Linked DNA regions of Mus musculus: all the other regions are linked to region 1. The links are chromatin contacts, called in public HiChIP or PLAC-seq maps. All regions are on one chromosome and are shown on one strand. The core of a region is the stretch at or near the end of the contact, and the rest is flanking DNA. Distances in the headings are between cores, read along the strand shown. Region 1 holds the start of Igsf21 (immunoglobulin superfamily, member 21). Region 2 overlaps Igsf21 (immunoglobulin superfamily, member 21). Region 3 has its middle 34 kb from the start of Klhdc7a. Region 4 overlaps Igsf21 (immunoglobulin superfamily, member 21).

Evidence for each region. HiChIP or PLAC-seq counts read pairs in DNA pulled down with a chosen protein or histone mark.
Region 2: an H3K4me3 HiChIP or PLAC-seq map of forebrain shows a contact between it and region 1, with 2.6 times the contacts expected there. The contact joins the enhancer-like site here to the promoter of Igsf21 in region 1. A contact is called at or near these places in 1 of 39 promoter capture datasets (hippocampal neurons), 9 of 484 Hi-C or Micro-C datasets (the AtT-20 cell line, the N1E-115 cell line, cerebral cortex and 4 more), 8 of 115 datasets of contacts at active chromatin or transcription factors (embryonic basal ganglia, embryonic forebrain, embryonic hindbrain and 4 more) and 2 of 9 other capture datasets (adipose tissue and embryonic stem cells).
Region 3: a contact with region 1 is called in an H3K4me3 HiChIP or PLAC-seq map of embryonic stem cells, with 8 times the contacts expected there. The contact joins the enhancer-like site here to the promoter of Igsf21 in region 1. A contact is called at or near these places in 3 of 484 Hi-C or Micro-C datasets (all in embryonic stem cells) and 7 of 115 datasets of contacts at active chromatin or transcription factors (SST interneurons, astrocytes, embryonic basal ganglia and 4 more).
Region 4: an H3K4me3 HiChIP or PLAC-seq map of embryonic forebrain shows a contact between it and region 1, with 4 times the contacts expected there. The contact joins the enhancer-like site here to the promoter of Igsf21 in region 1. A contact is called at or near these places in 1 of 39 promoter capture datasets (hippocampal neurons), 2 of 15 datasets of contacts at CTCF or cohesin (hippocampal excitatory neurons and stem cell-derived epiblast-like cells), 25 of 484 Hi-C or Micro-C datasets (the AtT-20 cell line, the N1E-115 cell line, cerebellar granule neurons and 12 more), 16 of 115 datasets of contacts at active chromatin or transcription factors (astrocytes, embryonic basal ganglia, embryonic forebrain and 9 more) and 3 of 9 other capture datasets (adipose tissue, embryonic stem cells and macrophages).

The regions. Positions count from the first base shown.
Region 1 is chr4:140,245,500-140,248,712 of GRCm38.p6, reverse strand. It overlaps Igsf21 (immunoglobulin superfamily, member 21), which reads left to right and starts at 1,902. Exons shown (of 10, transcript NM_198610.2): 1 at 1,902-2,411. The coding sequence starts at 2,342.
Region 2 is chr4:140,083,054-140,086,424 of GRCm38.p6, reverse strand. All of the region lies in intron 3 of Igsf21 (immunoglobulin superfamily, member 21), which reads left to right. Among named protein-coding and RNA genes, the nearest start is that of Gm52685, 15 kb to the right of the region's middle. Within about 2 kb of position 1,689, at least 36 of the 459 cell types and tissues checked have an H3K27ac peak or open chromatin away from gene starts, as enhancers often do. A contact at or near this core is called in cerebral cortex and forebrain, where this site is marked.
Region 3 is chr4:140,000,801-140,004,047 of GRCm38.p6, reverse strand. No RefSeq gene overlaps it. Among named protein-coding and RNA genes, the nearest start is that of Klhdc7a, 34 kb to the right of the region's middle. Within about 2 kb of position 1,802, at least 15 of the 459 cell types and tissues checked have an H3K27ac peak or open chromatin away from gene starts, as enhancers often do. A contact at or near this core is called in embryonic stem cells, where this site is marked.
Region 4 is chr4:140,101,895-140,105,306 of GRCm38.p6, reverse strand. The region is part of intron 3 of Igsf21 (immunoglobulin superfamily, member 21); the gene reads left to right. Among named protein-coding and RNA genes, the nearest start is that of Gm52685, 33 kb to the right of the region's middle. RefSeq lists an enhancer at 1-2,437. Within about 2 kb of position 1,801, at least 46 of the 459 cell types and tissues checked have an H3K27ac peak or open chromatin away from gene starts, as enhancers often do. A contact at or near this core is called in cerebral cortex, differentiating embryonic stem cells, embryonic basal ganglia and 7 more, where this site is marked.

The sequences.
Region 1 (3,213 bases), core at 653-3,152:
TGGTTAAGCTTGGGACTGATGGGTAGTTTCACCAATGACCTGCTCCTTTCAGCTCCTCCCCCAAGGACAGTGGTAGGTGGGTGCGGCCGGGAAGCCACGCCCACTTGGCCTTCTGAAGAACTCTTGCCTGTCCTCCTTCACCTGGCTCCATCCTGTTGCACCTAGACTCCAAGAGCATGGAAGGCCACACAGCAATGCATGCATTTCCTGTAAGCCTAGCCCAGCCCGGGAGGGGGGGCGGGGGGGCATCTGGGCTTGGAGCTCCTCAGCCAGGGAACCTCTCACACCGAGGGCTTAGAATCCTGGATAGCTTTTTCCTAAGCCAGAAGCAGAGAGGTGGGAGGGAGAGACTGGCAGGATCAGACAGGCAAGGGTTGTGCTCTTCCCTTGGCTTGCTTAGCGGGGGGTGGGTGGGGGGGAAGCTTTTTTTGGAGGGGAGGGGAGATGCCCTCAAGCTCACCCCTCAGTAGCTTGGGGAAGATGAGACTTGGAGGCGTAGCAAGGGGGAGTGGAGAACAGCCAGGGAAAGGATAAAGGCCCAAGACTCCAGTGTTCAAGCCAGATCCAGCCCAATCAGTCTAGCAACCAATTAGTCTGATTCAAAAAAAAAATACCCACGGAGGGACAAACTGTAATCAAACACCTATTTATAAGGGTTTATTACGATCATTATTATTATTTTACTAAGAGGATCCTTCTAAAGCCTGTCAGGTGAACGTATTCGCTCAGATCTAAATAAATGCAAATCGCTCCTTCCCTGGAGCAGGGAGGCTGAGCGACCCTGAACTGCAGCTAGCTAGCTAGCTGCCTTGAAAGGCCATGTGCTGACAAGGCTGCAGAGGGTAAGGAGGAGAGTGGGTCACTCCGTGGGGCATCCTGGCACAAGTCTTTCCTAGTAGCACCTGCCAGGCCATTACTCACTGCCCACCCCTCTCCCAAGGCCTGCAGCCAGTGGGGCTGCCAGTGTACCCATTGCCCGGCTAAGTAAACTGAGCAACAAGGATGCAGCAGCTTAGTAAAGATAGGGGAGCTGGGACTTCCCTGGAGAATGCAGCATAAGGAGACCTGGGTCCTGGTTTGGGGGCTCAGAGTCACTCTCTGGTTCTGCTGTTCATTCTGGAACTTGACGATCTAACTCCTGGTTCCACCACCCCCACCACCACCCTAAGAGCTAGGAGCACCTGCCTCTTCCTCACGTGGGAGACCCCACAGCCCAGGCTCAATAGTGCGTGAGCGATCAAAGCGACGATCTGACACAAGTTTCAACCCCACCCCGGTTCTCAGGTGGAGGAGCTGGGGTGTCAGCCCTGATTTTTTTTTTAAGGTGACATCTTGGTCTCAGAAGAAAAAGTCGATGCCTCCCTTGCCCGGTCCAGCCTGCACATACAATGCAGCTGTTCTGCGCGGGGCGCGGGCTGGAGGGTAGCCCTTATTTGTGGAACACTGAAGCTCTGAAGCCCCTAAGGACGACGTTCATAGGTGTCAAAGCAAGCCCTGAGGACCTACATCCCTCCGGGGAAAGCATCTCTCTCTCCTGGAAGGAGGAAGGGTGCTTGCATCCACCAAGCGGAGGAAAGGGGCGTCCAGGGACACGTCCAGGTGGAGGGGTGGGGAGGGCGATTCGGGTGGAGCGAAGCTTGGTGTGTGTGTATGGGAGGATGCAGCTCACAAGCAAGCAGTTGTGATGAGATGGGGGTGGGGGGAGCAGAGGGTAGAAGCCGAGAGGGAGGGGGGCGAGTTCTCCTCTCTGCAATAAATCGGCTTAGCGGACGAGAGCCGAACAGCCCAGAACGGATTAAAGAAAAGTCTGTAGAATACGGCAGCGAGCGCAGCGCGGGGGGTGGGGGGGGGCGGGGGCGGGGCGGCAGGAAAGGAGGGAGAGGAGGGGGCGCGAGAAGAGCGAGCGCGGGGCAGAGCGCGGCGGCGCGGGCAGAGCTTCGGCTCCAAACTCCGCCACTGCCGCCACGGATCCGACTCCGGCCGCCGTGGCCGCCTATCGCAGCCAACCAGCCGGGAGCAGCTGCGCGCCCCAGCCAGGTCCGGTGCAGCCCGGAGCAGCCAGTGCGTCTGGTGCAGCCCGGAGCATCCTATTACAGCCCAGAGTAGCCTGGTGGTGCAGCCCGGAGCATCCCGGTACAGCCCAGAGCAGCCCCGGGTAGCCTGGCGGCCGGGCTACAGTAGCATGGGGACCTCCCCTCGGCTCTCCTCGCCTCTCGTCACCGCCACGGCCGGCGGCCCGGGTCACAAGCGCTTCTGAGCCCATGGCGAGGGGACCCACCGCCGCCACTGCGATCGCTGCCGCCGCCGCCGCCTCGGCCAGCGCCGCCAGCTTCTGGACACCATGCAAGCTGCTCCAAGCCTCCGCCGCGCTTCCTGCCTGCTGCTCGCCGCGATTCTGGACCTGGCACGCGGTGAGTGTGCGGGCGCCCGCGGAAGCCCGGGGCCGGGGGATGCGCGCAAAGACCGAGAAGGGCGCGGGCCCGGATGGCTCTGGGAGTCTCGGGCTGTAGGCACAGTCCAGGAGGGCTTCCGTGCAGCGAAGAGAGGATAGATCTTTTGGAGAAAGCTCTCGTGGGTCTGTGCCAGTGGTGTGTGTGTGTGTGTGTGTGTGTGTGTGTGTGTGTGTGTGTGTGTGTGTGTGTGTGTCTTTGTTGGGTCTGTGAGTGTCCGAGAATCAGCTATGTTTGGAGAGGGCACGGGAGTACATTTAGATGTGGCTGTGTGATGGTGTGTGTGTGAGAGAGGTAACAGAGAGTCTAGATCAGTTGCATGGAGAGGTGAGAGAGAAAGTCTGAGTGTTTGGGGGTGTGAACTCCTTCAGGAGGGTAAGTGTGTGAGCGTCGCGGCATGTGGGAGCCTGTTAAGGAAAGGGTGTTTGAGGTGTGGCGGTTCACGCCGATCCCCGGTGTGCTGCCTGGTCTCTAGAGGGCTGTGTGACAGCCGGTGACTGTATTTCTGTTAGAGCTGGACAGGAGTGTACCCAGCTACACGTGGAAGTACAGGACTTGAGGTCCTAGAAGCTCTGGGTTTGGGAGCAGGTGCAGATCGAGGGAACTTGGGCAGGGAACTGTGAGCACATCTGGGGCTGGAGGAGTTTCAACAGTATGGCTCGCATCTGTGTGTGAGTGTGTGTGTGTGTCCCGCATGGGCTTGGTCATGGCCTAGGCTGAACCAGATGGAAGGAAACTGGAGCTCAAAGGCTTGCCCAGAGCC
Region 2 (3,371 bases), core at 440-2,939, 160 kb after region 1:
GGAAGCCTGGGAAATGTAGTCTTTTCAGCCATCCTGTATCCATAGTAACTGTGGGCTGAGTCGTCCTCTGAAGCTCCCCAGGGACCATGATTGTTGTGGGCTTGGAAATTTTCGTATTCTGGGATATTTGCACAAGTATTAATGAGATATCGTGGGGATGGATCTCAAGTCTAAGCTTGTAACCCATGTTCCCCATGCTTCAAACATACACAGAGCGTGAAGGCTGTATTTTTTTTTCTTTTTAAACAATTTTGTTCACGGAGCAAGCTTCCATGGTTGAATTTTCCACCGTTGGCATTCTGAGCGTGCTCAGAAAGCTCTAGACCTCAGAACGGCTGACCCCAGAGTCTCATGTTTGGGATGCTCTGCCGGCAAAGCCAAGAGGAGAGATGCTGAATCATGCAATTTCCTCCTCCCGGGCTGTGAACACATGAGCGTGAGACCCGGCTCTGCCCTGTCCTCTCCGCGTCTGTCACTTCTGGGAGTTTACATTGTACTCATCTCATAAAGTTGTTCTGAGGGACCCACAAGGACAGCAGGGACAAGTGTGTGGCTAGCAAAGCGTGTGAAGTTTAAAATTAGCTCAGTGACTGCCATTTCCATCCATGCAGCCTTCCGGATGTCACATGACCACCCCTCAGGTCAGACATCTCTTTTCCATCCTCCTTCCTGAACACTAGGAAAACCATCAGAACACCCTATCCCTGCCCAGTCTGTATTTTCTATAAGATATGCATATGCTCATGCTATCTGACATGCTGTTATGTGTGTGTGTGGGCAAGTGAATGTGTCTGCCTGTACATGTGTGCACGCAGACGTATGTGCATATATGTGCATGTGTGCGGAGGCTGAGGATAACTTCAGGTCCTATGCATCATCTGTGCTTCGAGACAGTCTCTCATTTACTTGAAACTCACTAACTGGGCTAGGCTGGCTGGTTAGTGAACCCCACTGAATCTCCTGTCTCATAACCCCCACCCCACCTCCACCACTGGGATTACACGCTACGCCTGGATTTCTTACACGGGTCCTGGGGGTTGAACTCAGGTCCTCATGCTTGCAAGGCAAGCGCTCTCCTGACTGAGCCATCTCCTCCAGGTTTATGTGGCTCTCACTGTCTAGCCCAAGCCAGCCTTGAATTTGCTCTGCAAACCAGGCTAGCCTCAGACTTGTGGCAATCCTCCTGCTTCTGACTCTCCAGCACTGGGACCATAGATGTGCATCATCTTGTCTGGCTGGACAGTAGATTTTGTTTATTCTGTTTTTGCTTTAATCTGCCTTATTCATGGCTGTATTTCCAGGATGTAAGACAGGCTAGCACATAGTAGGTGCTCAGAAAAAGCATGCTGACAGAATAATAAGGAATGGTGGGATGCTCTCCCTCCTCCCACACCCAGCACCGCTGTGCTCCTTGTCAGAGACAGACCAAGAAGCCAACAACCTTTCAGCTTCCGGCTTCCCATGGCAGAGAGCCCAGCACCGAGCACACCAAGATAAATACCTATTACCGTGGATGGGATCTCGGTGCCAGCTAGAGTCCAGGCATTTTAATTTTGTTTTGACAAAGAGGCTGATGGGAGAGGTTAGCGAGGCCCCCTGTCTCCCATCTGCTGTGGCCCTGGGCGCCCCAGCCTGCCCTTCTCTGCCTTTGGCAGCGTGTAGCTCAGGACTGTGAAATGTAATTGGCCTGCCCTACTTTTTAACAGAACGCAGACTGAAGGATTGGGTTTTTGGTGGACTGACCCGTTTAAGAGCCTTAAGAGGGAGCTGGGAGTTTCAATTTTCCACTGCCAAAGCCAGGCTGTTTTTAGCTTGGCTTTGATGAAGCACTGGGATGCGGGTTCTGCCTGGGGTCACCCATCAGCTGACCTCATTGGGAAAGGCCTCCTGCGGGGCTCCAGGCCCAGCTGCTGCCAAGCAAGGAGAGTTAAGGTTTGCTTTGCTGATCCAAGTCATTGGTCTATACAATAGATGCTATCTCTCTCACCCGTCATCCATCCCATAGCAAAGATCCCCACCTCCAACTACAGGACGCACTGTGAACTGAGTTTGCCAGACCCAGCCCCTGCCCCAACTGTTAGTGGAGGGACCCCTGTGTAAGTGCTTGGTCTCTGTTCCCAGTCACTTCAACCAGTTCAGTCATTCTCTTCTGGCCGAACTGTACCTGGCTGGCACCCAGGGCATCAGTGTGGACCAACTGCTAGGCTATGGGCTGACCTCTGGCTTGTCTGAGGCTTTGAGGTCATAGCATGACAACCGCCTCCCTGCAGGAGACCACTGCAGGCTGTTGAGCCGATCAACAGCTGGAAAGTAGGGCCCAGCCAGGTTTGCCCAGCTCACCCAGGAACCTACTCTGAAGTGTCCTACGGCTTTGCCATGGGTCGCGCCCCTTCCCTTTGGGCCTGTCTTCTGATCCTTTGTCCAGCTCTGCTGAGCAGGATGACCTGTGGGGGCTTCCATCCCATACTGGAGGAATTTGTGTGATGGTTTGTTATTAGATTTTTTTCCAGGGGCAACAAATAAGATGTGGTATCTACAGGGACCAGAAGGCAGGGCCAGGCTGTGCATCAGGCCCCAGGCTTTCATGGCGTGCCAACAGGCTGACCTAGAACCACAAAATCTCCACCTCATGACCCCCGCTCCTTCTGCTTGCCCTTGTGACCCTCAAGCCACTGGCACAGTACCCTCCCCTGATCGAGACTCTCTGAGCCTCTTTTACAAAGGCAAGAACCCTACTCTGGCTCCACCCCAAGGGTCGGCTGGTGGCTGTCATCACACTGGGGATCAGAGTTCCTTGAGGAGAGTGATTGACTGGGCCACAGCAGGTGTCACCTTTGGAGCCTCCACCAGGACACTGCCCAACTGAGTTCTCCCAACTTAAAGTCAATAGTGACCATCATGACAACCGGCAGCCTGTGCCTCAGTTTCCTCTTGGAGCTGTCGTGAGGACTGAGATGGGAGAAAGGTACAAACACTAAATAACTCTCACCCTTAGCCAGCCATTTCTGGGAGCTCCCTGCTCACAGATGGTTCTAGAGTCATTCCTACGGCCATGATTGTCCTGGTGCCTGAGCTCTGAGGGAGGGTGGAAAGAATTCAGCTTTTAAAGTCCTCATCTGTCATGAAGCAGAGGCTTAGGGCACAGGCGCAGACACAATGCAGACCTGTCCTCTGGTGTGATGGGGACAGGTGACCTCATTCTGGCCTCACACACAGATGGGCAGTGGTGTTCACTAAACAAGGTCGGAATGATAACCAGGATAGAGGTGGAAGAAGGGAGTCGGGCCGTGGGTGATGCACACCTTTAATCCCAGCACCCAGGAGTCAGAGGCAGGCAGATCTCTGTGAGTTCAAGGACATCTTGGTCTACA
Region 3 (3,247 bases), core at 553-3,052, 240 kb after region 1:
TGGGAGGCAGGAACAGAGCCCTAAGTGGGAATCCGGAGCAGGGACTGGATTCTGCCCTGTCGTTCCCTGGAAGAGCCAGGGAAGAGTGAGCAAGGCGCTGGGGAGAACTCCAGCTACCCTGAGCCTACGGGGCAGAGGCTAGCCAGGCTTCTCGTAGGGACCTGACTGCCCACCCAACAGATCAAATCACACAAGAACGCCTCCGAGTTTGGGACGAGCCTGCACCCACCCTCAGTTTCCCCAGACTGATGCAGGTGTACTCAGAGCTCTCTGGCCCCACGCTGATCCCTCCCTTGCTTTCCCCCTTTGCTTTTCTATTTTTACTTCGTATGCAAATCTCCCATCAGACCTAAGCAAAGCATGGAGGAAGTGGGCCAGCGCACAGGATAGGACAGCACGGCAGATTGCAGCCGCGTACTCTGGTAAACACGATCTAATTGCTTTTTCCAATGGGGAAAGTGGTGGGGGCCCGGCTCAGAAAGAACACATTACCAGTCAGCTGTGTCAGGCCAAGGAGGAGGGTAGGGCTGGACCACGATCTGGGGAAGGGGTCATGGGACATGAGGGGTGACCCTGGTGACAGTCCCTGTCATTTGGACCAAAGGCACAAGGTGGTGCTGAGAGCTGGTTGACCAGTTCTCTCGTGCATTTTTACTTGAACCAGCATTGCACCGGGCTGTGGCTCAGTTGGTAGAGTGCCCACCTAACATGCACAAAGTCCTGGGTTCAATCCCTGACACAGCATAAACCAGGGATGGGGTACAGGCCTGTCAGTCTAGCTCTAGGGAGGTGGAGGCAAGGGGATCAGGGGTTCAAGATCATTTACACATCCTGGGCTACATCGGCAATGGCAATACCCCCCCCCCCATCTACCCTGTCCTGATTGAAAGTGCTGAAGGCAGAGACAAGAGTAATTGTCTGCCCAGATCCTGTGGGCCCAGACTCAACAAGCCCTCATGTGTGAGGATCTAACTTGGTATGAGTTCCTCGGTAAGGCTGAGATTAAGACCCAGGCCTGCCTGATGCCAGTGACTGTGCCTTTGAGCTAAAGAACACCGATAAGCTACAGGGTCCCTGGTACTATTGCACGTGTCTAAGTAACAACAGATCCAAGTGCTCATTAAGCACTTATTACCTGCCAGGCCCCAGGCGAGGGATAAGACAGAGCTGGTGCTCTTTAGAAGGCCAGCATCTAAGACAAGGGGACAGGAACCTTTCGTGGATGAGGAAGCTGAGGGAGAGCGAACACCTCGCAGAAGCCAACGTCCTGAGGAACAGGGGTTCAGAGGTCTGTCTCACAGGATAGGTGACTCCGGTGAGGAACCCGTTCATCAGCCGCCACCCCCACATGCCACCCTAAAGCCTGGACGGTGTCCACGCCACCGGCTTGCTCAGCCTCAGTGGGCACTACAGTCCGAGGTAGAACGAGAAACCATCAAGCTCGGAGCACGTGCAGGCCCTGCTCAGAGCTCCGGCTGCCCATTTCTTCAAATCTTGTCACCATCCTCATTACTGTGGAGGCTGCGGGGACTTTGGGGCCAATCCTACTTCTGCCAGTTCTGAGTTAATCCTGGCATGGACAGGGGCCGGTCGCTTCTCTAGAGTGAGCAGCCTGTCCGGGACAGGAGATAGGAGGAAGGAGTGCCTGATCTCAGCCTCTGTAACAGAGCTAAGACGGTGCTGCGCCTACCCCCAGTGCTCCAGGGGGTTCATCTAAACGTGATTAAACAACCATTAGGGCTCTGCGGTTGGGAAATGCAGATTTACAGACTTGCAGACCTCCATTTAAATGCAAATGTCGCTGGTTGGCTGGAACTCGATGCTTCTCTCTGCATTAAAGGCGTCACCTTCCTTTGCCCCTGTATTGCTTCTGAGAGGCTCAATCACCTTGAGCCCGAATGAATCCCAGAAGACCAGGACCCCACCACCCATCCCGTCCTCCACCAGAGCCAGGTACAGGCAGGGTCAGGACCTCAAATGGAGGCTCTGTCTCTCCTTGTCCATTCACGCCCTGCCTGACTGGCTCCCCGGGCAGGGGTTACCCTCTGGCACATAGCAGCAGGTCCCTCAAGGGACTTCCATGAGTTGTCGCCCAGAAAATAGTCACTAATCAAAGCAGAGAACCCCTACCAAAGGCGGGCAAAGAACACAGTGGCCTTGTTGACCACACGAAGAATGCTCTCCTCCTTCCTAGACTTTACAAGACAGAATTTGGAGTCATCCCACACATTCAATTTTTTTTTAATTCAGTGCTAGGACTCCAGAGGAAAGCCGAGGCTCCACACTCACTAGGTGGGCGCCCCACCACTGAGCTCCGGGGCCCCACACTCACTAGGCGATGCCCCACCACTGAGCTCTGTGGACCCACACTCAGTGGGTGGGCGCCCCACCACTGAGCTGCATGCCCACCTTTGAAAGAGAATGTGAGAACAGGAAGGTGAAGAACCATCAGAATCCACTCAGGCGGATCAAAGCCTGGGTCAGGACTTGAACCCAAGTCTGCCTGGTTACCCAAACCACTCAGTTCCCTTTCTGGGCTCTACTCCTAGGCTCCTGTGTGGCCTTTGTGAACAACTTGCCCTCTCTGGGCCTCTGCTGTCGGATCTAAAAATGGAGAAAATAGAAAAAGCAAACAGAACAGGTTCCAGGAAGTAGGTAGGACAGCCTGAGGAGGGGACACCACACTACAAAGTCCTTCATAGCCGAGCCTGCAAGTGGAGACTGTTTATGGCTGTGTACTGGCTGTGTGAGGTAAGGGAGGCAGCAGGGGGTACCACCGACCATGACCAGGAGAGTGACTGTGACTAAGTACCTGCACCCGAGTACCTGGGTGCTGTGCTTAGTCACTCCACATACTCTCAGTTCCTCCTCTGGGCATCCTTGCCAAGTTGGCTTTTAGAATTACTACATGTGTTCCATGAGGCAATCACGAAGGAGGAGCGAGTCAGGCCAAAGGTCACATATGGCCACCGCTGTCCCTGAGGAAGCATACCCAAGGCTGCATGCAGACTGTGGCCAGGCTCCTCACACCCCAGTCCCCAGCCTGTTGCTTTCTCTGACCCTGACCTTTCCATCTGGGTGACCAGATGAACCATGACTTGGGGTTCTCAGAGCATTTCCCATGTGCCCAAGGCTGGCCCAGGCATTAGACAGAGGTAGGACAGTGTTAGCCAAGGCTATGCCCTTCTGTACAACACCTCCATTTCAGCTGGACGGTGACAATTCTTTGGTTTTACAACTGATGTAA
Region 4 (3,412 bases), core at 552-3,051, 140 kb after region 1:
CTCTGCAGTGAGATCTGGCTGGGACCAGAGTGAGGACCAGAAGGTGGCCATGATCCCTGATGGCCTCTCCAGGCTCCTCCTCCCAGCCATTTTTCTCTGAGCACCTGAGACAGAGTGTACCCAGGGCTCACAGGAGGCAGGCAGATGCCTCTCTGTACCCCTCCCCCCTTTTCTGAAAAGAAACGAGTGCCAAGGAGAAATCAGTTGCCATCAAGATGAGAGCAGAGATAAAAAGCATTTTGGAGAGGAAAATAAGCAATGCCCTGGGAGCCCCAGAGAGTCCTCAGGCAGGGGACTTCCTGGCTTGGAGCCAGGTTTCCTGAAACCCAGCGCCCGCCCGGCAGCAACAAATCCCTCCTTTGCAGTCTGCTTCTGCCTATAGGTGTGCCCTCCAGAGGCCTGCCTAGCTTTGATTCCTCAGACCACAAGGAAACCCCAGGCCTCCCCCATGCCCACCCCCACGCCCCACACACCTGCTTCCAGCCGTGCTCACCAGCTTTGAGAAAGCCAGCAGGTGCCTGAAGGCTTCAAATCCTGGCACAGCCACTTCCTACCCAGTGATCTTGAGCCAGTTCCCCCCCCCAGCCTCCCAGCCCCCCGCCCCTCCCCCGCCCCCCGAAAGCAGGCTGACTAGACTATCTTCCTGTAATCCTAGAATGGAATGTGTTAGACATTGGTGCCCATTTTCTCCAAGTCAAATGCTGGCTGACCCATTCGGTGGACAGGTGACCTGGGGTCAGAGTTTCCTGGTCCCCAAACATAACTCTGAGCTGAAGGTGTTCACCCCTAAGCTTCAAGCAACCCTCTCTCCCCACCGCAAGGCAAAGCCAATTTTGCACGGGATCCCCCATCCTGAAAGCCCCTATGTACACACTTCTATCTCTTCTGCTGCTCTCTATCTTCAGCTAACCCCTTGAACTTGGAAAAGTAACATTTTTAACTCCCCCTTTTCTGCATTTTATTTTACAGAAGGGGTCACAGTTCAGTAAGGCCAAGGGATGACCCAGCTAAGGGTCTCCCATTGGAATGACATGAACTTGATCAAACCCCAAACCACCTCTTCCTACACCTATACCATGGTGCCGTCTTTGTTTTACAGTTAATGAAAATAAGGCCCAGAGAGGGTATAGGACTTTTCCAAAGTCACACAGCAGCATGGACTTAAGTTCAGTCCTAGGATTTATGTGCCGGGCTCCTTTAGTCCTCCATGTTCATGCTGAGTTTCTGCACTCTGAGACACCTGGGTATCCTGAGCAGAGGGCACTCCGGGGAGCAGAGCCACCATATGTAGGGGACACAGGGGCCAGTGAAAGAAGAGACTTAATGAAATCAAGCAGTGTTGGGAACATCTTCCCGTGGCCAGCCAGTGAAGGAAGAGCCGCAGTACCAGGCTGCAAGGCCCCATTAGGGCCAGCGGCGGGGCTCCGGGCTCCGCATTTACATATAAATGAAGATATTTACAAATTAATGCATCTCAGCCCAGAGTCCCAGCTCCACAGCTGTTCAGCTGCTTCCTCTTCAGCTGGGAAAGCGGGGTGAGAATGAGGCTGGGAATATTACCAGAAACCGGCAGAGAACAATTTCCTGGGGAGCCTCAAGGAGCCCCAGGGACTCCCCGTGTTTGTCCCCAGCTGGTGGGACGCGATCGGCAGAAGCTGGTCGACGACAGGGTGCCTGCCTCCTGCGGACGCAGGTGTGAGTCCTTGTGATGCTACCTTGGGCTCGAGGGTTCGTCCATTCAGTGTGTGAGGGATTCGGGGTAGTGGGGAAGGGACTGGCTGGGAGTGGAGGATTCGCTCCTTAGACAGGAGTAGGGGGTGGGCGGGGCCTTAACAGGAGTAGGGAATGGGCGGGGCCTTAACTAGAGAACAGGGTAAAGCAAGGAGCTGTAAAGTGTCCGTGTCCGTGTCCGTGTCCGTGTCCGTGTCCGTGTGTGTGTGTGTGTGTGTGTGTGTGTGTGTGTGTGTGTGTGTGTGTGACTTGTGTGGGGACACACGGGTATGCAGAATGATGCTTCCTCGATCTCTCTCTCTATGTCGTACACTGAAACGTGCTCTCCTACCTGAGAGCCTAGCCACTTCACTAGTCCAGCCAATAACTTGACTGTGAGGATAGACTCTAGTCTTCACACTTAGGCAGTAGTTGTGCTGTCCCCTGCATGGGTTTGGCCAGGCTTAGTTTGAGCCTTTATCCAAGCAACTTCCAGGGTGCAATCTCTACCTTGCAAATCACAGCCATGTAAATAAGGGTCATGCAAATAGGGACCATGCAAATAGAGGCCATGCAAATCAGGGCACTCCTGATCAAGGGTGGGTCGCAGGGAATAGGGCCCGTGTGTCACAGAAGACATCCAAGCTGAGAACTAGAGTGCAAACAGTCATGCACAGAGGGTGGGGCAGGAAAGCAGGGGTCACTCCAAAAAGCAGGCAGAGCAAGCACAAAGGCCCTGGGGTGAGAAGGGCTGCCTGGGGCGGAGCATGGCCAGGGCAGAGGAAATAACAAAGTAGCAATTTACCCTCAGCACCCCGGGAGCCACGGGGAGCCACGGAGAGCAGCTGGCCCACCATGACCTGCATTTGAAAGTTCACCCTGGTTACTGAGACAAGAAAGCTAAGTGATCCCCGGAGGACGCTGGGGCCTGGTACCAGAGTCCCACAAACACTTGGTAGCACGTGTTCTCTCACCCACGGAGACCGACTGGCTGTTTGAGCACAGCATGAGCTGAGCATACTGCTATGATATATGATAGCAGAAAGTGGGGTGGGGGTGGGGCATTGGCAGGTAGACACTGAAGGAAGTGATTGTCCCCAGTGGCTCTGACGTGTACACTAGAAATTGGATACCATGGAGTCCCCATCAGGCATTAAAACCTGTCTGTCCTTCCCCATGCTTTCACCAGACAGCTAGGTTTCCCCGAGGGTCAGTCCCTCCTCCCCTCCTCAGCACCCCAGAGTCTGTTTGACATTTAGAGAGAGACAGTATATGGTGGAGTCTAGAAAGAGGGGAAGTGGAGTCCAAACAGATATATAGCTAACCATTGCAACAGTGAAGCCGGAGCTGTCTGAGGACTTGCTCAGACACACGCCGAGGTGACTCAGCTGGCAGGGCTGAGGAGATGGTGGCCACAGTGGCATTGAAAGTGGATCTGAAGTCAAAAGTGGCTTTGAGGCAAAGTGGATATGGCTGGTGGGAGGGGGGACTGGAGCTCTGAGTGGAGACACGGTATGTTCAGTGGAGGTGGGAAGGTGCCCAGAAAGGGACAAGGCCACTCCGAGTAGGCAGACAATGGTCCTTACAGAAGTCCTTTGAAATCATCTCTAATGAAAACACACTTCTGGGTTTTAAATAGACACAGTTATTACTGGTTCAGTCCAAAGAGCCGAGCATCCGTGGTCCTTTGAGAGTTTGCATG